Linked DNA regions of Sus scrofa: region 2 is linked to region 1. Evidence: chromatin contacts called from public HiChIP or PLAC-seq data. All regions are on one chromosome and are shown on one strand. The core of a region is the stretch at or near the end of the contact, and the rest is flanking DNA. Distances in the headings are between cores, read along the strand shown. Region 1 overlaps NFIA (nuclear factor 1 A-type). Region 2 overlaps NFIA (nuclear factor 1 A-type).

Region 1 (3,541 bases), core at 596-3,095:
TGAGATGATTTTAGCAATGATTTGCAGACACAGAAGGCTATTGTGCTCTGACCAGCAACATGTCAGTAGAGGAGCGAGTTGCCCTGGGGTGGGGTGTCAATATGACTCCTGAAGGCCTGGGTTGGGGGTCTTTAATAACCCGTGAAAAAAACTTAATTAACCCTTTCAGGCCCAAACCAAAACCTATTCTTAAACTTTTCCACTCCTGTAATTTGACCATTAGTCCTTATTTCGACTTTCCACTAATCTTCAGGACAATTAACCCAGCAACTTGACCAAGGCTTTCCAGAACGGGAAGTCAGCCAGTTAGGGGAACTACACAGGGAAATTTTTTTTTTTCTGGAATGAGGGCTCTTTGATTAAATCATCTATTTGGAGAGATGGCAGATAAACATGTATATTTTAAAGAATCCATCCATTTCATCGAATGTTCTTGTGACCAGTTTGCCGCTGAAGATGCTTCTAATTCCATTATGATGAGCATGCTGCTTGCACGTGCATAAACCACTTGATTTCTAAGAACTGCCATGAACTACGAATAACATCAAAAGGACAAGAAAATGTTTGGAAAAGCCCACTTTTTTTTCTTGTGATATTTTCTCATAAAGTTTAATATTCAAGTAGTGCAAGTTTCAAAACATTACTTGACGAGTAATTCTGGGCATTTTCTCCTTGGGTCATACAAGAAAAATAGGAAAGAAATCTGAGATCCTTAAATCGTTGAATCTGAGGAGCAAATCACTGGGGAAATGTTGCCACATTACCCATTAGACAGAATTCATTTATGGAGAGTCAAACAATTGTCTTCAGGAGTTCCCGTCATGGCTCAGCAGTTAACGAACCTGACTAGCATCCATGAGGACGCGGGTTTGATCCCTGGCCTCACTCAGTGGGTTAAGGATCCAGTGTTGCTGTGAGCTGTGGTGTAGGTTGCAGACACGGCTCGGATCCCGTGTTGCTGTGACTGTGGGCTACAGCTCTGATTTGACCCCTAGCCTGGGAACCCCCATATACCGCAGGTGTAGCCCTAAAAGAGACAAAAAGACAAAAAACATTGTCTTCAGATATTTACTGACATAAGCTTAGGTTTCATATGGCTTCTGCCTTCCTATTTTATAGCCCCTTAATCTAACCTGCTGTATCAGATGAACTACAAAGGCATCTCTGTCTCTTATCTGCAGTGAGGTCCAGTATTACAATACAATATAGGATGATGTTATCTTGATACATTTACATTAAGGAAGTAAACACAGAGCTTTGATCTGGCTTTTTTTCCTTGGGAACCCTCAGCTGCCGTTGTTTTGGAGGTCCATAAATCCACACTCCCACGAAGGCTTGAGGTAAAGTAAAATTACTGTGTTACATTCCCAATTCCTACAGTTTGGGATGTGCTGGGGAGGTGGGGAGGCGGGGGTGGGGAGGGTAATTGTCCTCTCTCCGTGTTCAAGGTGAAACATCAAAAGAAATCTGCAGTCCAGGACCAGAGCTCAGCTTTCCTTTTCTCCAGTCAAATGAAGAAGTAATCTCATCAGGTTGGAAAGTGCTGACTAAGGATTTAATAAAGTGCCTGCAGATGTGGCGTCTCTAAGGTATTCGACTCATGTAATGCAAAACAGCTCCACATTCAATGTGCTTATAAAATTTCATTTAACCATTGCAGCACACTCCCCCCCCACCCCCCACACCATTCTCTAAGGAGTTTTATCACACTTCCAGCTCCTTAATTTACAGCTCCATGAAAGTTCGAATCCCATTCTGCCAGGATTCTGGAATACTCACAGTAGTCAGGTTTTATGAACCATAAACAATATCTATCCGGCTGCCTCCTAAGCAGGAAGCCTGAGGTGGCAGGAGATAACCTTTGACAGTGGCAGTCTCTTTCCTTTCTTATGCTGCAGGGAGAGGCATTAGCAAACAGAGGCTGTTTCGCAAAAATTTGGTCCTGAGTGTGTGTAAGCCAAAGTTGATGAAGACTCAACTTCTAAGTTAACACCAGACATTCTAACGTGAATAACAACTTTCAAAAAGGCTTTTAATGCACTCTGTTCACCAAGAGGGTAGGATGTGTATTTTAGAAACAAAAGGGAATACAAGTCTGTTGGAGATAGCTGTATTTTATTTTAACCCAAATGGAAAAAAAAAAAAAAAAAAAAAAAAGGAGAGGGTCCTGGGTGGGGGTGGGGAGGGTGGAACAGACTGTGACGCAGCAGAATCTGTTTTTCAAGTTAAAAAGTTAAACAAAAGGCCTCAAGGGCAAAGTTGAACACTGCGGAAGGAGGTTGTTAATGTGGAATCCAGAACTGGGTGTGACACTTTGCTTTCTTCTCCGGGCAAGGTGGGTTATTTAAGGACATCCACGCACAGAAAACAGAAACATGCAAACACAGGGAGGCCTCTGCCCCGACTCTCCCACTCCTTCCTACCCAAGTCAGCCCCCAAAGAGGATGCTGCCAACCAGTACTGCAGGAGTTGGGGTCAGTGTTTCGACGTCTCTCTTGAGGAGATGCTATCTCTGCTGGGTCACGCTAATCCAGTTACTCATATTTGGCTTCCTGCTCTTATTTGGATGAGCTCAAGCCCACTGTCGAGCCGTCCTTGGCAAATCAGCGAGAAACCTGCTCGTCCTCCCCACCCTCTTCCAAGACAGTGGAAAGGGACAGGGCCTCTGGGCACACTCCTGGTTTCCCACGTTAGGCGACACCGCTTTGGAGTACTTCATTTTTTCAGCAAAATATTAGCATCCTACCGTATGCTTTGTATGCTAGGCTCTGGGGACAGAACAAGTACAAAAAATATGGCACCTGCACTTAAGGAGCTGTCCTACGGAAAGCAGATGCTGGATTGTAGACTTCTCTGTCTTTCAAGGTACCAACTACCCCTGCTTTTCTCCCAGTAGGATCTTTAAAAATATATGCCAGCTGGTGAGGCTGCGTATCCAGTGTCTGAGGGACCCAGAACCGAGTCTCACTTTTTCCACACCAGTGGTGTGATTTCCAGGAAGCAGGTCTCTGTCCTTGGGCCCCCAGAGGGCTACTGTGAGGGCCGTTCTGAAGTTTCTTTTCTTTTCTTTTTAGGGCCACACCCATGGCATATGGAAGTTTCCAGGGGAGGGGTCGAAACAGAGCTGCAGTTGCTGGCCTACGCCACAGCCACAGCAATGCGGGATCCTTAACCTACTGAGCGAGGCCAGGGATCGAACCCGAGAGTCCTCATGTATACTAATTGGGTTCGTTACCACTCAGCCACGACGGGAACTCCATTCTGCAGTGTCTGACGCCGCTTTCTTCTGACAAAGGTGACACGGCGTCCCCAGGTGTCAGTTATGGTATTGCCAGCCATGGGGATTTGATCTCTGCAGTCACTTTTCTTGCCTGATTTTGTTAATTAAAGAAAGCCTGTTTTCAATAACGCTAAACCAAGACTTGTTTATTGTACAGGAAGCTATTAAAATGTTAATGGGCCATGATTGGCCCCTGCTTACCTTTTCGGCCTTATCTCTTCACTGCTTGTACCCAACACTTGGGCTGTCTTCAACGTCTTC
Region 2 (3,624 bases), core at 671-3,170, 120 kb after region 1:
ATCTAATTATGCCGAGTTCCATTTATAAACATAGCTAACCACTAAGTTTATGGAGACTTTTTGTGCTGCTTTAATAGGATATTGATCGAGAGCATAGTTGGAGTGGACTGCCATTGAATTGTGTAATGGCAAACAAAAGGCAAGGTCACAGCCACTGTTCATGCTAGGGCTGCAGTCTATTTTTTATTATAATCTTTTTGTTTCTTCCTTTAATGCTCAAGCCCAAGTGGTTTCTTTTAGAAAGAAGAGGTTGCATAAGAATACAGCCTTAGTTTAAAAAATAATTTCCAGGCCATGATCAGAGGTGAACCAATGGGCCACTTGTTTAGAAAAGAAAGTTTCAAATCTGCTCTACTTTAGCAAAGACCTAAAATCCTGCACATCTTTAAATGGCATCCCAAAGGACTGGGACATCCAGAATCTCTTATCCTACACCAATTTCCTTTGAGTCCGTCTTTGCAAGAACATTTTGTAATTTTCAAGTTTGGGCTTGTTCTGTCAAAGGGCTTCATTTCCTTATTGTACCTTGGAGCCGAGTTAACTGTTGTAGAAGCTCCATCCAGGCAGGTTAGAATATTGCCAACAGCCCCTGCTAAACTGGTGGCCAGAAAACCCTAGGGTGTGGAAATGTGTCCCCAAAGACACGCAAAGGACCTAGAGCCTTAAAAGAAAACTTTAAAAATGAACTACGATTGAGATCTTGGGATTCCCGTGTGAGAACACAGAGCGCACGTTTCTAAGGCAGAAAACAGCCACTAGGGTGCCACCTCATGCCAGGCTGAGGCATACGCCTGGCTCCATTCACTCCCACTCTCCATTGACAAACAGCTCGGGAATCCTGTAGCCACCCAGCAGCTTAGCTTTGTGGCAGAGCCAGGACAATTCAGCTGCTGGATTTTAATAGATTCTGCAGCACTGCAACAGGAACCCAAAATCAGTCTGGGTAACTGAGAGTGCTTTTCACACCCAAAGACTCTAAGGCTGGCCACAGCGTACTGAGAACCCTGGCTTTTCAAAATTCCAGGGCCATGAAGTCATCCCCAGCCACGAAGTTTACTTAACCCTTGCAGCCGACTTGGGGGTACAAACCACTGCCAGAAAATTAGAACCCGCCAGGCCAGAGTCACAATGGCCTGTGTGTATTTGCGGTTTTCCTCTTTCCCAGTGAAGTATTTAAGGTTTCGGAGTCACTCCACCAACTTCAAGTCAAAGAGTCAGCACTTTAGAAGGAAATGGGCAGAAGTACTGGATTTTTTTCAGAAGGATTTTCTGGGTTTCTCCCAGGAAGGATATTTGACAGCCTCAAAGCACACACTCCGAGGAAAACACTGGTACAAAATAAACAAGCGTGGGGGCTGACAGAGAGCTAGCTAAGCGGCGTCATGTAGCAGCCAGTAGAGTGGGCTCTCTTTGCAGCAACTTCATAGGAAAGAGACCCATCTGAAAATGCTTCTAGAAGGCTTTGTTTGAAAATGCAGCATCATGTAAGAGCCATTTCAACAGATGGTTCCTGTCTCTTTCCCCAGAGTATTATGCTAAAACAACTTTAGCGATTCTGAACTTCATTGTTAGCACTTGTAAACCCCCTCCCCCAGAGCAGAGACGTCTCTCTTTCTCTCTGGCGCGGTGTCTCGTGGTCTGCATTTCGCCCTGCCTCCCCCGGCACAAAGTGATAAATAACCAGAACTATTTTCAGATGGTCCTAGCACATGCGGGAAAAGGTAGGAGGAGAATGAATATGTTTGCTTTTATGCTGTACAGTATTCTCTTTGCTGCTAAGTGAAACAGAACTCTCCTTTCTTGCCTTTCATCGACTCTGGATGATGCAAAAAATTAAAAGGTGGCTAGGCAGGAGGCAAGGGTGAGAGGGGAACAAGTGGTGGGAGCCGGCAGCAGGAGCCCCTGATTTCCCACAGCCCCCGCGCATCCGAGCAGGATCATTTAATGTCAGGCCACCTTGTCGCTTGACCCTCACGTCTCAACGTGTGAGGCTAAGCCGGCAGCTTTCTCTTGAGTTTCTCTGCCACTGCCACCCTTTAGTAACACGATTATAAACAACAAACTTAGCACATAGTTATTTCAGTAAATCCTCATGAGGAAATACCGAAATAGCATCTCCCTCCTCTATTAAAGTTAAAAGGAGGAAAACTAAAAACAGAAACTAACTGGAAACCTGGGGAAAGTCAATATTTACATTCGCAAATTTAAAAACTGAATTGGAAAGATCCAGAAAGAGGGAGGATTTTCAAGCTAAGGCCACCTTTAGTGTGAAATTTCCGGGCCGTGTATGTGGTCAGGTCGGTGTGACTGGGGGGAAGTGGGTGGAACTGGCATAGGTTAAGAGGAAGTTAAGGAGAAATCTGTGACGAAGTGGAAGAAACTCTATGACATTGAGACCCTTAGAAACATCCCGGTAAGAGGCTAAATTAGAGAAAGATCATGGGTTGGGAGGGTGGGAAGATGGCTAGCGGGAAGACAGGTGGTTTTTAAGGAAATGAGACTATTCCGCATGGTACTGCAATCATTAGATCCATTCTTCAAAACCCAGAGATTATACAGCACAAAGAATGACCCCTAACGAAAACTACAGACTTTAGGTAATAATAATGTATCAATATCAGCTCATCCATTGTAATAAACATACCACACTAACAAAACATGTTAGTAATAGGGGAAACTGAGGAGCAGTGGCTATATTGAAATTCTGTACTTTCTGTTAACCTCTAACTATAAACCTAAACTTCCCTTAAAAAAAAAAAAAAAAAGCCTATTCATTAAAAAAAAAATCAAACCTGAAAACAAATTCAGGAAAAACTGTTGTAATTAAGTATTTTGCTTGTTTTGGTTTATCTGAAAATCATTTTACTTTTTTTACTACACAAATTAATAATCAGAAGGTTTATCAACTCTAACAAGAAATGCTAATTTAATAAAAAGGCAGAAACTTTGGACTTAGTTCTATAATGCACTTAGTTATAGGAGAGGTCATGACAAAACCCTCTGCAGTGAGCTAGCTGAGTATTGCAAAGTGAAAAGCGCAAATTTCTCAACTTTGTGCATCACCATGTCCTTTATCTATAAAAAGGGACAATGACAGCAGTCCAGAAGACTGAGCGAGGTCATGTTTACAAGGTGCCTAGCACAATGCCTGGTACTTGGTAAAGCTTGATAAACGCTGGCTACGGTCATTTTTCATATTAATGTTGCATCATGCTCCTACCAGGGCTCACATCACGCACTTAATCAACTGAGAGGCCACTTAGCTTATTTCTATCCCAAGGCTGCAGAAGGCACCCAGCTCACTTATCTGGAAAAAGTGTCCACTACACCTCTGAAATGGATGCTTAGCTCTTCTGCTGTGGGGAAGGGAGCAGCACTGCAAAGGAGGTTAAGGATTTTGACTCCATCATGTGGCCTGAGCTTACGTCTTTCAGAAAGATGTGAGGGTGAGGAAACACGAGCTGGGGGATCCTGCCCTGGGTGGCCAAGGCGATCTTGAGACACAGACCCCAACAACCCTGGATTAAAGATCTGCAGGAGGGAGGGGGCTCTGGATGGCAGTTTGGCCTGAAGCCATGGTTTAGCTGACACAGCCCAGTCCCACTCTTGCCAAACAGTTTCAGT

What was found. HiChIP or PLAC-seq counts read pairs in DNA pulled down with a chosen protein or histone mark.
Region 2: a contact with region 1 is called in an H3K27ac HiChIP or PLAC-seq map of skeletal muscle. The contact joins two enhancer-like sites. A contact is called at or near these places in 11 of 47 Hi-C or Micro-C datasets (brain, embryonic fibroblasts, epiblast stem cells and 7 more) and 2 of 2 datasets of contacts at active chromatin or transcription factors (alveolar macrophages and skeletal muscle).

What each region holds. Positions count from the first base shown.
Region 1 is chr6:150,839,441-150,842,981 of Sscrofa11.1, forward strand. All of the region lies in intron 10 of NFIA (nuclear factor 1 A-type), which reads right to left. Among named protein-coding and RNA genes, the nearest start is that of TM2D1, 230 kb to the left of the region's middle. Within about 2 kb of position 1,846, at least 26 of the 83 cell types and tissues checked have an H3K27ac peak or open chromatin away from gene starts, as enhancers often do. A contact at or near this core is called in mesenteric adipose tissue, retroperitoneal adipose tissue and skeletal muscle, where this site is marked.
Region 2 is chr6:150,963,136-150,966,759 of Sscrofa11.1, forward strand. The region is part of intron 4 of NFIA (nuclear factor 1 A-type); the gene reads right to left. Among named protein-coding and RNA genes, the nearest start is that of NFIA, 260 kb to the right of the region's middle. Within about 2 kb of position 1,921, at least 45 of the 83 cell types and tissues checked have an H3K27ac peak or open chromatin away from gene starts, as enhancers often do. A contact at or near this core is called in mesenteric adipose tissue, retroperitoneal adipose tissue and skeletal muscle, where this site is marked.